Regions from separate parts of the Mus musculus genome. Here region 2 is linked to region 1. The links are chromatin contacts, called in public HiChIP or PLAC-seq maps. All regions are on one chromosome and are shown on one strand. Each heading gives the region's core, a stretch centred on a gene start, on an enhancer-like site or on the middle of the called end of the contact. The rest is flanking DNA. Distances are from core to core; before and after follow the strand shown.

Region 1 (5,772 bases), core at 462-2,961:
GTTGAGTATGTGAACAATTAATGACTTTCTTTTGGAGCCAGGGTCTACTGCATCTCAGGCCAGCCTGGAACTCACTATGTAGCCAAAGATGCCCCTGCGCATCCGACCATGCCTACAATTCCTGAGTACTGGAATCACAGACATGCGCCACCATGCCTGGTTTCTGTGATACTGCACATAGAACCCCACTGCATCTTGAATGCTAGGCAACGCTCTACCAACTAAGCTACATCCCCAGCTGCAGATCGTGACTTTTAAATGTCTGATTTAAATGATTCACCATAATTTGGTATACTGTCAACATTAAATTACAGTTACTTTGGAGTATATTTATTCATGCAAATTATTTCTCCATGCACAGGTGTTTCAGAGGCTTTTCTATTGCTGCGAGGACACCATGAACAAGGCAACTTACAGAAGGGTTTGTTGGGGGTCTTACAGCTTCAGAAGGTGACTCCAGGACCACCATGGTAGAGAGCATGGCACCAGCCAGGTAGGCAGGTATGGCCCTGGGGAAGTAGCTGATAGCTTATATCTTAATTCAAAAGCATGAGGTGGTGCTGGTAGTGATGAGACAAGAGAAAGAGACAGACAGACAGACAGACAGACAGACAGACACACTCACACAGAGAGACAGAGAGTCAGAAAGAGACAGACAGAGACACAGAGAGAGAGAGAGACAAAGAGAGACACAGAGACAGAGGTAGAGAGACATACAGAGACAGACATACAGAGACAGACAGACAGACAGAGAATGTATGGATGGTGTATGTTTTAAAATCTCAAAACCAGCCCTCAGTGACACTCTTTCTCCAATAAAGCCACACCTCCTAATCCTTCCTTAGTAATTCCACCAACTGGGGACCAAGTTTCCAAATATCTGAGGCTATGGGGTCATTTGCATTCAAACTTCACAAGGTTTCTTCACTGTAATTTATGTTACCCAGATCTGAATTCACTACTTCAGAGCTTATCGTGGCAAAAGGGAAAACAAAAAGAAAGTAACCAGGATGATTCAACAGAGTTATATTTTTAAAATAGTAATAAAAGGGAAAAAGATGGCACATCAGGGAATGTAATTTTTATTTAAAAAAACGCTGTAGGAAGGTGTCATTTCTCTTATTCATGCTGCAAACTAAATTATGAATGTGGACACTGTCAGGGGCTGGGGCTGGCTCAGTAGGTAAAGGACTGTTGAGCCAGCATGAATTCAACTTCACAAGACTCTTTTCTCATCTACTCTCCACTTCCAGGCAGTCGCTGAGGTTTCCTTGTGGGGGTGGGGTATCCTTTAACGCTAATAAAATTGTCCTAAAGTCTTTTATTAATGAGAATAAGAACCCTAAAGAGAAGCTGGCTCTCCTCCGTACTGTTTTCCTGAGGTCCCCCAGGGTGGATCACAACCCGCTGGGAGTGTCCAGCTTCCAGTGGCCTCAGTCTGCGCACACTAGGCGCAGGCCAGACTGGCTTCTTTAAAACACCCAGCAGGCCAGAGTTGCTTCTTTAAAACACCAGAATGCAGAGCCCTGGGCGCGCACCTCCAAGGTCAGCACCACTTGGGAGCTCAGCGAGCCCCTATTTCTTCTCCCTAGGACAAAGCGCTTACAAGCAGTCTCCCTGGTGGGTGGAGCGCGTCTTATTGTGCCTGACGCACCACGGTGAACGGCCGGAGACCGACCGGAGGGGCGGGGCGCATGCGTCGTTCGCGCTGGAGAATGACGTGAGGGGGCGGGGCGCGCCGGGGCACCCTAGGAGACCGAGTAGAGGGGCGGCGGGGGACCGCGCGGTAAACCGCGCGATGGACCGCTATGCGGCCGCCGGGGATGAGGCGGCGGATCGGGCCCGGCAGCAGGAGCGGCACTACCAGCTGCTGTCAGCACTACAGAGCCTGGTCAAGGAGCTGCCCAGGTGCGCGGCGACGGGCGGCGGGAGGACCGGGGCCGGGGCCGGGGCCGGAGCCGGGGCCAGGGCCGCGGCCGCGCTCACCCGGCGATCTACCCGCAGCTCCTTTCAGCAGCGCCTGTCCTACACCACGCTCAGCGACTTGGCCCTGGCGCTGCTCGACGGAACGGTGTTTGAAATCGTGCAGGGTCTTCTGGAGATTCAGCACCTCACTGAGAAGAGCCTCTACAACCAGAGACTGCGGCTGCAGAACGAACACCGAGGTGCAGGGGGCGACGGGACCTTCCCTAGGGCGTCCCTAGCCGCGGGAGCCTCGGGTCAGGGGGTGCAGAGCCATGCTGATCCTTTTAGTCTGCTGTCCAGAAACTTCTTACTCGCGTTCCCTAGAGTACCCACATCCTCCTAGGCTTGATGGACCTCGCTGCTTGTAGGTCTGTTGATAGCTGTGTGCTACCACAGAGATAATCCATTATTCCAGCACCTTCCCATTGAGTATCAGGCTTGATCACCTCCTCCTATAAATTATACTAGGCATCTTCCGTTGTACCATCAGATCTCCTTTCCATTTTATTTGTTCAAGCTTGACTCGGTTCAAACATTTTAGGAAAGAATAGTGTGACGATGTCCCCATGCTACGTTATAGATCTTTGGGCTTTGTTATTGCTTTGGATTTTGAAACTGAGGACTGAACCCAGGGCTTCTCACCTGCTAAGCAGGTTTTCTATATTGGGCTACATTTACATGCAAACATACTCTGCCTTTCTGGCAATGCCTGTGTGCTGCCAGACAGGATTTTCCCATTAGAGATAGGTGTTGGATTTTGTTGAAATCTTTTGCAGTTCCTGTGGAGATGATCAGATGGTTTTGCTGTTACTCTCGTGAGACATTGATTTCTAAATCCCAGAAAGGAATTGTATTCTAGGAATGCATCTTGTAATATTTGTGTGGGGATGAAGGTAATGCCTCAGAATGTGTTGAGAAGTCTCTTGTTCTCCGAGAGCTTTAGTTCTTCACCAAATGTTTGAGTGGCTGTGCTTTTTCTTTTTTTTTTTTTTTTTTTTAATAATTTTTTTTTTTAGATTTATTTATTTATTATATGTAAGTACACTGTAGCTGTCTTCAGACACACCAGAAGAGGGCGTCAGATCTTGTTACGGATGGTTGTGAGCCACCATGTGGTTGCTGGGACTTGAACTCCGGACCTTTGGAAGAGCAGTCGGGTGCTCTTACCCACTGAGCCATCTCACCAGCCCGGCTGTGCTTTTCTTTATTCTTTTTAATGTTTTGATGGAGGTATGTGGTATATCTAGTTCACAAGCCTAAAGTACACGACTAAGTTCATTCTTTTCCATTTTGGTTTTCCGAGACTGTTCCTCTGTGTTGTCTAGAGCTGGCTGTCCTGTCTCAGCCTCTCCAGTGGTGAAATTCCAAGTCTGGGCCAGGCCCTACCTTGCTCATCCTTTCCAGTAAGCAGGAGGAGGCTTTGTTCCTTCTGTTGCTTCCACCATTCTTCCAGCACTTGCTTCCATCACCAGGAAGGAAAGACACCACTGACTTCTTCTTCCCCTGATTTCACTGTGGAGCTGCTCATCATCCTATAGAGCCCTTTTGGGTGGGATGTTCTTGGTACCTGCTTCAAGCCTTTGCTAGTTGTCTTTCAGAAGGCTTGAACTAGGCTGATACACCTGGCAGTGAGTGCCTCTGCTGCCTTCAGCCAGATACAGAAGGTGGTGGCTGGCATGGGCCACCTTGCTGTCCTTGGACATTACCATGGCCAGGTCCCTAGTGAGCAGGGAGCCAGTGTGGACTCTGGGAACTGACCTGGGATGTTCTGCAGTATTGGATAAGTGGACTGAAGGAGATGATGTCTCACACATGTACCTGCTGCCCCAAGCCTTCTGACTACTTCATATTCACTGCAACCAGACAAGCAGGCCATCTCTTCTTTGCCCTTGTGTTGATGAACTTATGATAGACTAAGTCAGTTTCAAACAGCAATGATAAATGGTATCACTGGGGTACATAAAATGCCAAGACCTAGGGGAGGCTGTAAGCACTGCCGAGGCTGTCAGATTTAAGGGAACCCCAGGGACCCTTCTGAATAGAGCTGTCCCATGAATCTCCTCTAGGAATAAAGGTGTTGGCTTTCTCAGAGCCGGCCAGCCACACTCGTGTTTTTGGGTGTGGTGCGCTCCGTTTTGTGATAGTGAGTACTTAGCACCCTGTGCTCCCTTCTCTCTCTGCCCGTTAGGGCATGTCTACGTGTGTGGCAGTTTACCAGGGACTGGGTACTTTGCTTGCTAGCAGAGGGTAAGGACTTCCCAGCACAGAACCCTGTAGGCTCACAGTATGTGGCTTCACCTCCTGGCTGCCAAGCAGGGGCTGCTCTGCTTACCCATAGGGTAGCACCAAGCTTGATTCAACACACTGCACCACTGGCAGACAGAGCCCCCTTCCTCCTTGTATGGGCTTTGAGCTCTTGAATGCTTAAGTACTCACCCAGAGTCCCTGTGTGATATCCTTTGGAGGATGTCCAAGAAAGCTAGAACTGGGCCACCTGAGACCAAAGGCCACCTGCCTCAGGCACCTGTCTGCCCCCTGTTCCTGCCCTGGTTGTACTGAGCTCTGATCTTTGCTATACCTGCCTAACCTACACAGCCCTGTCAGCACCGTGGAGGTAAAGGAGGGTGCTGGTTGAGAGCAGTCCTTGAGGGACTAAAACTCCCCACAGCTTTCTGGGAAGTGCTTCCTTGAACTAGACCTCTCACCCAGCTGCCCCTGTCTTCCCAACACCTGCTTTTGCTGATGGACCTCTCTCCCTTCCTCACAGTGCTCAGACAGACTCTAAGGCAGAAGCACCTGGAAGCCCAGCAGTCCTGCCGGCCCCACAACTTGCCAGTGCTCCAGGCAGCTCAGCAGCGTGAGCTGGAGGTAGGAGTTGGGACTAGATGGCTAGGCCTGACTCCTCATGGGTACTAGCTGGCTCAGTGGCGGGGCTGAGGGTGGTCCAAGGCAGAGCTAATGGGTGCTGAAGGGTTGGTGAACTCATGACTTTTTCCCATGGTGACTGAGGAGAGTCACAGCCCATCTGTCACTCCCCTGTCCTGGCAAACAAGCATCTCTGTGCTTATAGAGCAGTCACTGAGTTGGGACCCTGCCCTTTCCATCTCAGGTGATGAAGCACAATGTTGAGATGACAAAGACCAGTCAGGAAGAGGCCAGGGAGCTCAGGGGCAGATGTAGACCCTCAGGAAATCAACAAGCCTTGATGCTGGGGATGAGGGCAGTGGCTCCAAGGGATGAATGACAGATCTCAAAGGCATTTCCAGCTGGGACTGTTGGGGACCCCTCTGCTGAACCACAAGCAAGGATACCGTGTCACCAGAATCGCTGTGGTGGGCAGGGCAGCCAGGAGGAGGTAGCAGGTGGGAGCTTGTGTTTAAGGCATCCCTGGGCGGAAGCCCTAGCAGGAACCACCCTTACTCAAGTCATGGCAGGCCATGGAACATCGGATCCGGGAGGAGCAGCAGGCTATGGACCGAAAGATTGTCCTGGAGCTGGACCGGAAGGTTGCCGACCAGCAGAGCACACTGGAGAAGGCAGGGGTAGCTGGTTTCTACGTGACCACCAATCCTCAGGTCAGCACCTCAGCCAGCCCTGTCACCACCTGTGTCCCAGCCCCTGAAGGTTCAGTTCTATCTGGAACTTTTGTTTTAGGTTTTCTTCTGGTTGGGGGTGATTTGCTTTCTTTTTTCTTTTTTCTTTATTTCTGAGACAAGGTCTGCTATGGCCTTTAACTTGAGGTCCTCTGCCTCGGCTTCTAAGTGCAGGGATTATGGGTGTATGTCAATACACCAAGCCCATCTGGAG
Region 2 (5,687 bases), core at 2,434-4,933, 77 kb after region 1:
AGGTCCAGGTGTGGCCCCTGACACTGCTGACTGTGCTGTGGTCATTGGAGAAGTCCTCAGTGGGGCCTAGGGTGTGTTAGGGAGAGGACTCCATGAGTCTGGTCCTTCCTCAGCTCAAAAGGAGCCTGGGACCTTGGCTGGTAGTGGGAGCTTTTCACCTTTCTTTTGAGATAGGGTCTCTCATCAAACCTGCTAATTTGTCTAGCCTGCCTGGCCAGCGGGATCCCGGCTTCCTGGCCTTGTCCTTCCTGTGTTTCCAGTTCTGAAGTTAGAGGTTCAGACATCTGGTAGCATTTGGCTATTCTGTGGGTGCTGGGTGTCCTAACTCAGGTCCTCACATTTGCACAGCAAGCACTTTATCGATGGAGTTTTGCATTTTTAAGAGCTGGAGTTAGGGGCAGCAGGAAGGCCACAGAGAGGCTGAGGCACTGCCCAGAAGTGAGGTTAGAGGTACCTGGTCTCCCCAGCTTCACAGCCCCATGGCTCCCTCTCCCCATGCCTGCCGCAGCAGCATCAGGATGTAGCCAGAATACAGTGACCTCCTTTTCTGTAGGAGGCAGTAGTGGCTGGCTTCCACCTGCGCAGGTGAGAAGCCGCCAACAATTTCTATTCCAAATTGATTTCAAATAAGCGAGCGTTATCACACACAATCATATAGGAATAATTTATCACTCGTTAATAAAAGAGCAATTACTTATTCTCATTGCCCCTGCCCGTGTGCTGTGGGCTTTGTTGCAGGTTGGAGCTCTGAGAAATAGAGAAGCTGAGGCCCAGGGGTTGAGTTCCACAATACAAGGTGGCCCTTACTGACTTTCAACTGCTTCCCCAACCCCAAGACAACCTGAGATGGCAGGGCGTGGCAGTGGTGTCCACAGTGAGAAGAGTCTCAGTCAGGGCCGGTCAGGGACATAGAACCAGAGCAAAGCAGATGTGGAGGGGCATCAGGGTTGGCCGAGGGACAGTGACTACAGAGCAGGACCTGTGAGCATCCCTTCAAGGGTCTGAGTTACAGAATTCCCATAACAGAACATAGAGTGGATCGGAGACCCAGGTCCATTCTCAGCCACCCTTGGCTGGTCAGGGCTGCCCCAGAGACTAGCATGCCCTGCTCAGGATGCCAGCTTTCCAGCTCTCAGGACTTCCATTCTCTTCTCTCTCACCTGTCCTCCTGTTTCCCTCGGCTTACAGTTGACTATAGAGGATTTCCTTCTCCTCTTGTCACACCTCATGGGAAAGCAAACTCTTCACAGTGTCATTCCATTGTCCCCTGGGTCCCCTCCCAGGCCCTTGTCCTGCTGCCCTGGGACGTTCTCCCTTCGTGGGATGCACACTAACTTCTGTGACTGTGTTTTGTTTCGGCTGAAGCACCTGTAAGGACCGTACAGCGAAGAGCCATCCAAGCCCTCCCTTGTTTACAAATGTGTTCAGGCTGGACTGGCTGGGACCAGAATCCCATATTTTAAAGCCTTTCTGAGTCTTGCAGTATTGCAGTTTCCTGGCATGCAGGGTGCTTTGGGAAGCTTTAGTACTACCTTGCATTGTTTATGACCAGCTTTTCCTCCTGGAATCTCCCAGTTCCCAGGAGCTTGAAGTTAGCTGTGAATGCCCAGTGACGATCCAGGTCCTTGGCTCTAGGAGTGGTATTATTTCTTGGATATTTTTTTACCTCCATTTTCTGTTCTCCCTTCATACAATTGCCCTAAAACACAGTTGACCTACATTTGCCCACTGAATCTCATTCAGTTTTTCTTTTTGTTTTTCTTTCTGGAAGATTTCCTTGACCTTGTTTTCCAACCCTTCTATTGATTCTTTTAATTTTAGCAATTCTATTTTTAATTTCTAGACACTCTTTCTTGTTCTCTGGTGACTCCTTGGACATAGCACCCTGTTCTTGCTTTAAATCCACTTCTGTCCCTGGGTGGACCAGTTAGAATTTCCCCCTAATTTCTGACTCTTCCTGACCTTCCACCTGCCACCTCTTGAATTCCTTTGTTGTCCACCTCTGTGCCTTTTCACAGCTGTGATGGTTGCTGGTCAACTTTTCAACCATGCTGAGATGGGAGTGAATTGGCAGGTTCCAAGCCATCAAGTAGGAGCTGCCCTGGGCTTCCCCATATGCCAAGAGCAGAGACCCTTTCTCTGCATATCTCTCTATTCCTGACTCCACAGGGCATGCTCCTTGGTCACCATCATTTCAGAGGAGAGTGAGCAAGGGTCTGTATGTAGTTCATAGAGTGTGATGGTGGTGGTTGGGTGGAGCAGAAAGAACAGTTCGACCTGGTGATTAAGCTGCTGCAGCTGCTGCTGCCTGAGTTCAGGTCTCTTGAAGAGTGTGGCAGGCTGTGGTGTGTAGCCCACCTACCCCCACAGGCCAGCAAGCCTGCTAAGATGATTTTCAGGAAGCCAGCACACAGCTCCAGATATACTAAAGGCACAGCCTAACTGCCACTGTCCTTTGGTACAGGCACAGTATTCTCTGCATAGAGCAGGGACCACAGTCAGGCCATGGTAGAGTGGCTTTGTGACTGCTACAGCAAAGGGTTCTCATGGCTCTTATGTGTTGATCTGTACCTTGCCTTCTCCGGCTCCTCATCTGAATCACAGTGACCAAGGTCAGGCATAGAGGCTCCATGTACCAGTCCTGGGTGTCAAGACGTAGGCTAACTTCTGGGGAGGCAGGACACTAACTCCAGCCCAGACCTGGCTAGGAACACTTCAGTGCGAATTCAAGGCTGTAGGCAATCTATAGGGTCCCAAGAGGTGGTGCTGGGCCAGCATGATCCTCACATTGCTGGTGTGGTGACAGGCTCAGGGGACCTGGCTTCTTCTCTAGCTACTCTAAAAGTGAGTAGAACATTCATTTGAGCCTCAATCCTCAGCCAGCCTAAGGAAGAAGGCTTGGACCAAGAATGAGGTGCTGTGGGGGATCAAGGAGGCCAGAATAGCTGTCTCTTCCTGCCCTGTGGTCCTTGGGGACTTAGGTAAGCTTGCAGGAATCCTGGGACCAAGGTGTGTGCCTAGGGCCTTCATGTGTGGACTAGAAGTAATGGCTACCTACTCACTGTGTAACGTGGTGTCTTGGTCACTGTGCTATTGCTATGAAGAGACGCCATGACCAAGGCAACTTGCATGAAAGAAGGCATTTAATTGGGGGCTTGCTTTCAGTTTCAGAGCTTAGTCCATTATCATCATGGCAGGGAGCATGGTGGCAGGCAGGCATGGTGCTGGACAGTAGCTGAGAGCTACATCCTGATCCCCTAGCAGAAAGAGTGACTAGGCCTGGCATGGGCTCACCTCAAAGCCCACCCCAGGTGACACACTTCCTTCAACAAGGGCGCACCATGGGCTGGAACCTCAAACTATGATCCAAAAGGAACCTTTCCTCCCTAAAAAGCTGACTCAGATTTTGTCACAGAAAGCTGACTAACACATGACCGTGACTGTTAAGTGATGGTTGAGGTCCAGCAATGATGGTGATTATGATAGTGCTGATGCTAATGACAGCAACAGTGGTGACGGTGATGGCCATGGTGGTGGTGACAGTGACGGCAATAACAATGGAGATATCCATGTGATGATGACAGCAGAAGATACCCAATGCCCACTTTCAGTTTGTGATCCTGGCCATGGGTCTGCATGAGTAGCTAGCTCTGAGGTCATCAGAAGTGGTCCAGACCTTCCTGTTTATCAAAAAGTACTTCCTTTCCCTTTCCTGGGCTAAGTCTCCTTACTCGTAATAAATCCTGTTTTCTTAACTGTGAATGTCTGGTCTGTTAGCCAAGGCTAGACTCTTGTCATCTTGGGAAGTTTATCAGTGCTGGCTTGCTCCCATGTCCCATGCTCCCATTTCCACCCAGACCAAGAACTAATGGTTATGAGTCAGAGAACCAGCTCCGTGGAGCCTGACCAGATCTTCTAAAGCAGTTTGCAGCAAAGGGTCATCAAGGCCCTGCAGAATCTGGGGGGTGATTATACTGGCACGGCAGGACCAGCATCCCAGCAGACCCCCACCTGAGCCGAGCCACTACCAACCCCAAACCCACCTCCCCCAGGTTTGTTTCCCTGTCAGGGTGTTTTTCCTTCCCTCCCAGAAGAGGAGTGACCCTTACTACTTCCTCCTGATACCTGGGGACAGCCATTCATCTCTTTCTTAAAAACAGTTTTGGTCTTTCGGCTTGTTTCTTCTTCTTCTTCTTCTTCTTCTTCTTCTTCTTCTTCTTCTTCTTCTTCTTCTTCTTCTTCTTCTTCTTCTTCTTCTTCTTCTTCTCCTCCTCCTCCTCCTCCTCCTCCTCCTCCTCCTCCTTCTTCTTCTTTTTAAAGATTAAAAAAATTTAAGCCTACATGTATATGTGTGAGCTGTGTGCCTGGCTCATGCCCTCAGAAGGACATGATCATGCTCCCCCAGGAACTACATTTAAGAATCACTGTGAGCTGCTATGTGAGTGCTGGGACCCAACGTGGCCTCTCTAGGATTGTTCTTGACAGGATGGCCTCCAACTCCTCATCTCCTTGCCTCCACCCCCCAATTCAAGAATAAAGGGTTCTCTACGGCACCCAGCCTGGTTTGGGGTTTTTGAGACAAGGTCTTGCTATGAGTGGCCTTCAGCTCAGAATCCTCCTGCCGCAGCTTCCCACTTTGATTTCCAAGTTGCGTTCTATTATACGCTACTTCCACATGCTACCTCCAGTCCCCTCGAGTGTTGGTCTTGCCCAGTGTTCCCCTATGCTAACTCTACACTAAGGTGAGAGACCACTGTGATCAGCCCATCCAGCCATGTCGGCTTGGCAGGAGCAATAAATAGCCTTCTCTGACTGCAGAGTTCCTTTTCCTTAGGCAGGAGGTCCAGTGCCCTTGACTGAGTCTTTGTATGTGTTAAGATAACCACACTGCACACAGCAGGTGTTCAGTCACAAAGCAGGTCGGCAAACTTCCTGTAAGAGAGCCCTGCATTGTGGGCCACACCATGTGCGGTGCCAGCGTCACTGTGCCGAAAGCAGCCCTGGATCGTGGGTGAGCACATAGATGTGGCTGCATGCCAAGGAAACAGCTTATTGCTAATGGAAAAGCCCGCTCTTGGGCTCTTGAGTGCCTGGGCCCCTCAGCCTTTCTTCTAGCTCCATGGACTCAGTGCTTTGGCCTTGGAGGGTGATTCCAGCGGGCATATACTCCCTCTTGGATCCCTCGTGCCCACCGGCACTCCCTGCCTGTCTGCTGCTCTGTGACAGAAGTCTCTGGAGGCTGGGGCGGCCCAGCTTAGGATGGCATGCTGAGGCTGGCCATTTCTAGCGGAGTCCTGTCTGCTTTCTTTCATCCTGAGGAGTGGCCAAGAGGCACCATCAGTGGGTCCCAGAAGGTGGAAGCCAGAAGGTGCAAGCTGATGACAGCCTCAAGGCCTGCATTGCCTTCTTATAGCAGAATAAGTTCAGCCTGGGCAGAGGCCACTGCTTGCTTGGTTGATCATGTTTTACAAATGCAAGAACCTTGGAAAGGCGTCACCTACCTCCTCCCACCGCAGGGTAGCAGACCCTTCTCTAGGCCCTGACATCTGCACAGCCCTCTGTCCCAGTCCATTTCTGCCCCTTTGCTCAAGGCTTTTATAAGATGTTCACTCTGTTTTGCATACTACAAGTGACATATTGGCAACACAATCCTGTGTCTGCCCTCCCCACCCCAATTGCTTGCCCCT

Evidence for each region. HiChIP or PLAC-seq counts read pairs in DNA pulled down with a chosen protein or histone mark.
Region 2: a contact with region 1 is called in an H3K4me3 HiChIP or PLAC-seq map of bone marrow-derived macrophages, with 2.5 times the contacts expected there. The contact joins the enhancer-like site here to the promoter of Dgcr6 in region 1. A contact is called at or near these places in 5 of 39 promoter capture datasets (the SN4741 cell line, embryonic stem cells, frontonasal cranial neural crest and 1 more), 6 of 115 datasets of contacts at active chromatin or transcription factors (bone marrow-derived macrophages, double positive thymocytes, embryonic stem cells and 2 more) and 3 of 9 other capture datasets (adipose tissue, liver and pancreatic islet).

What each region holds. Positions count from the first base shown.
Region 1 is chr16:18,064,692-18,070,463 of GRCm38.p6, forward strand. Dgcr6 (DiGeorge syndrome critical region gene 6) reads left to right here and starts at 1,712. Exons shown (of 5, transcript NM_001289814.1): 1 at 1,712-1,908; 2 at 2,005-2,165; 3 at 4,733-4,833; 4 at 5,400-5,540. The coding sequence starts at 1,799.
Region 2 is chr16:18,139,423-18,145,109 of GRCm38.p6, forward strand. The region is part of intron 1 of Rtn4r (reticulon 4 receptor); the gene reads left to right. Among named protein-coding and RNA genes, the nearest start is that of Gm52241, 12 kb to the left of the region's middle. Within about 2 kb of position 3,684, at least 45 of the 459 cell types and tissues checked have an H3K27ac peak or open chromatin away from gene starts, as enhancers often do. A contact at or near this core is called in bone marrow-derived macrophages and double positive thymocytes, where this site is marked.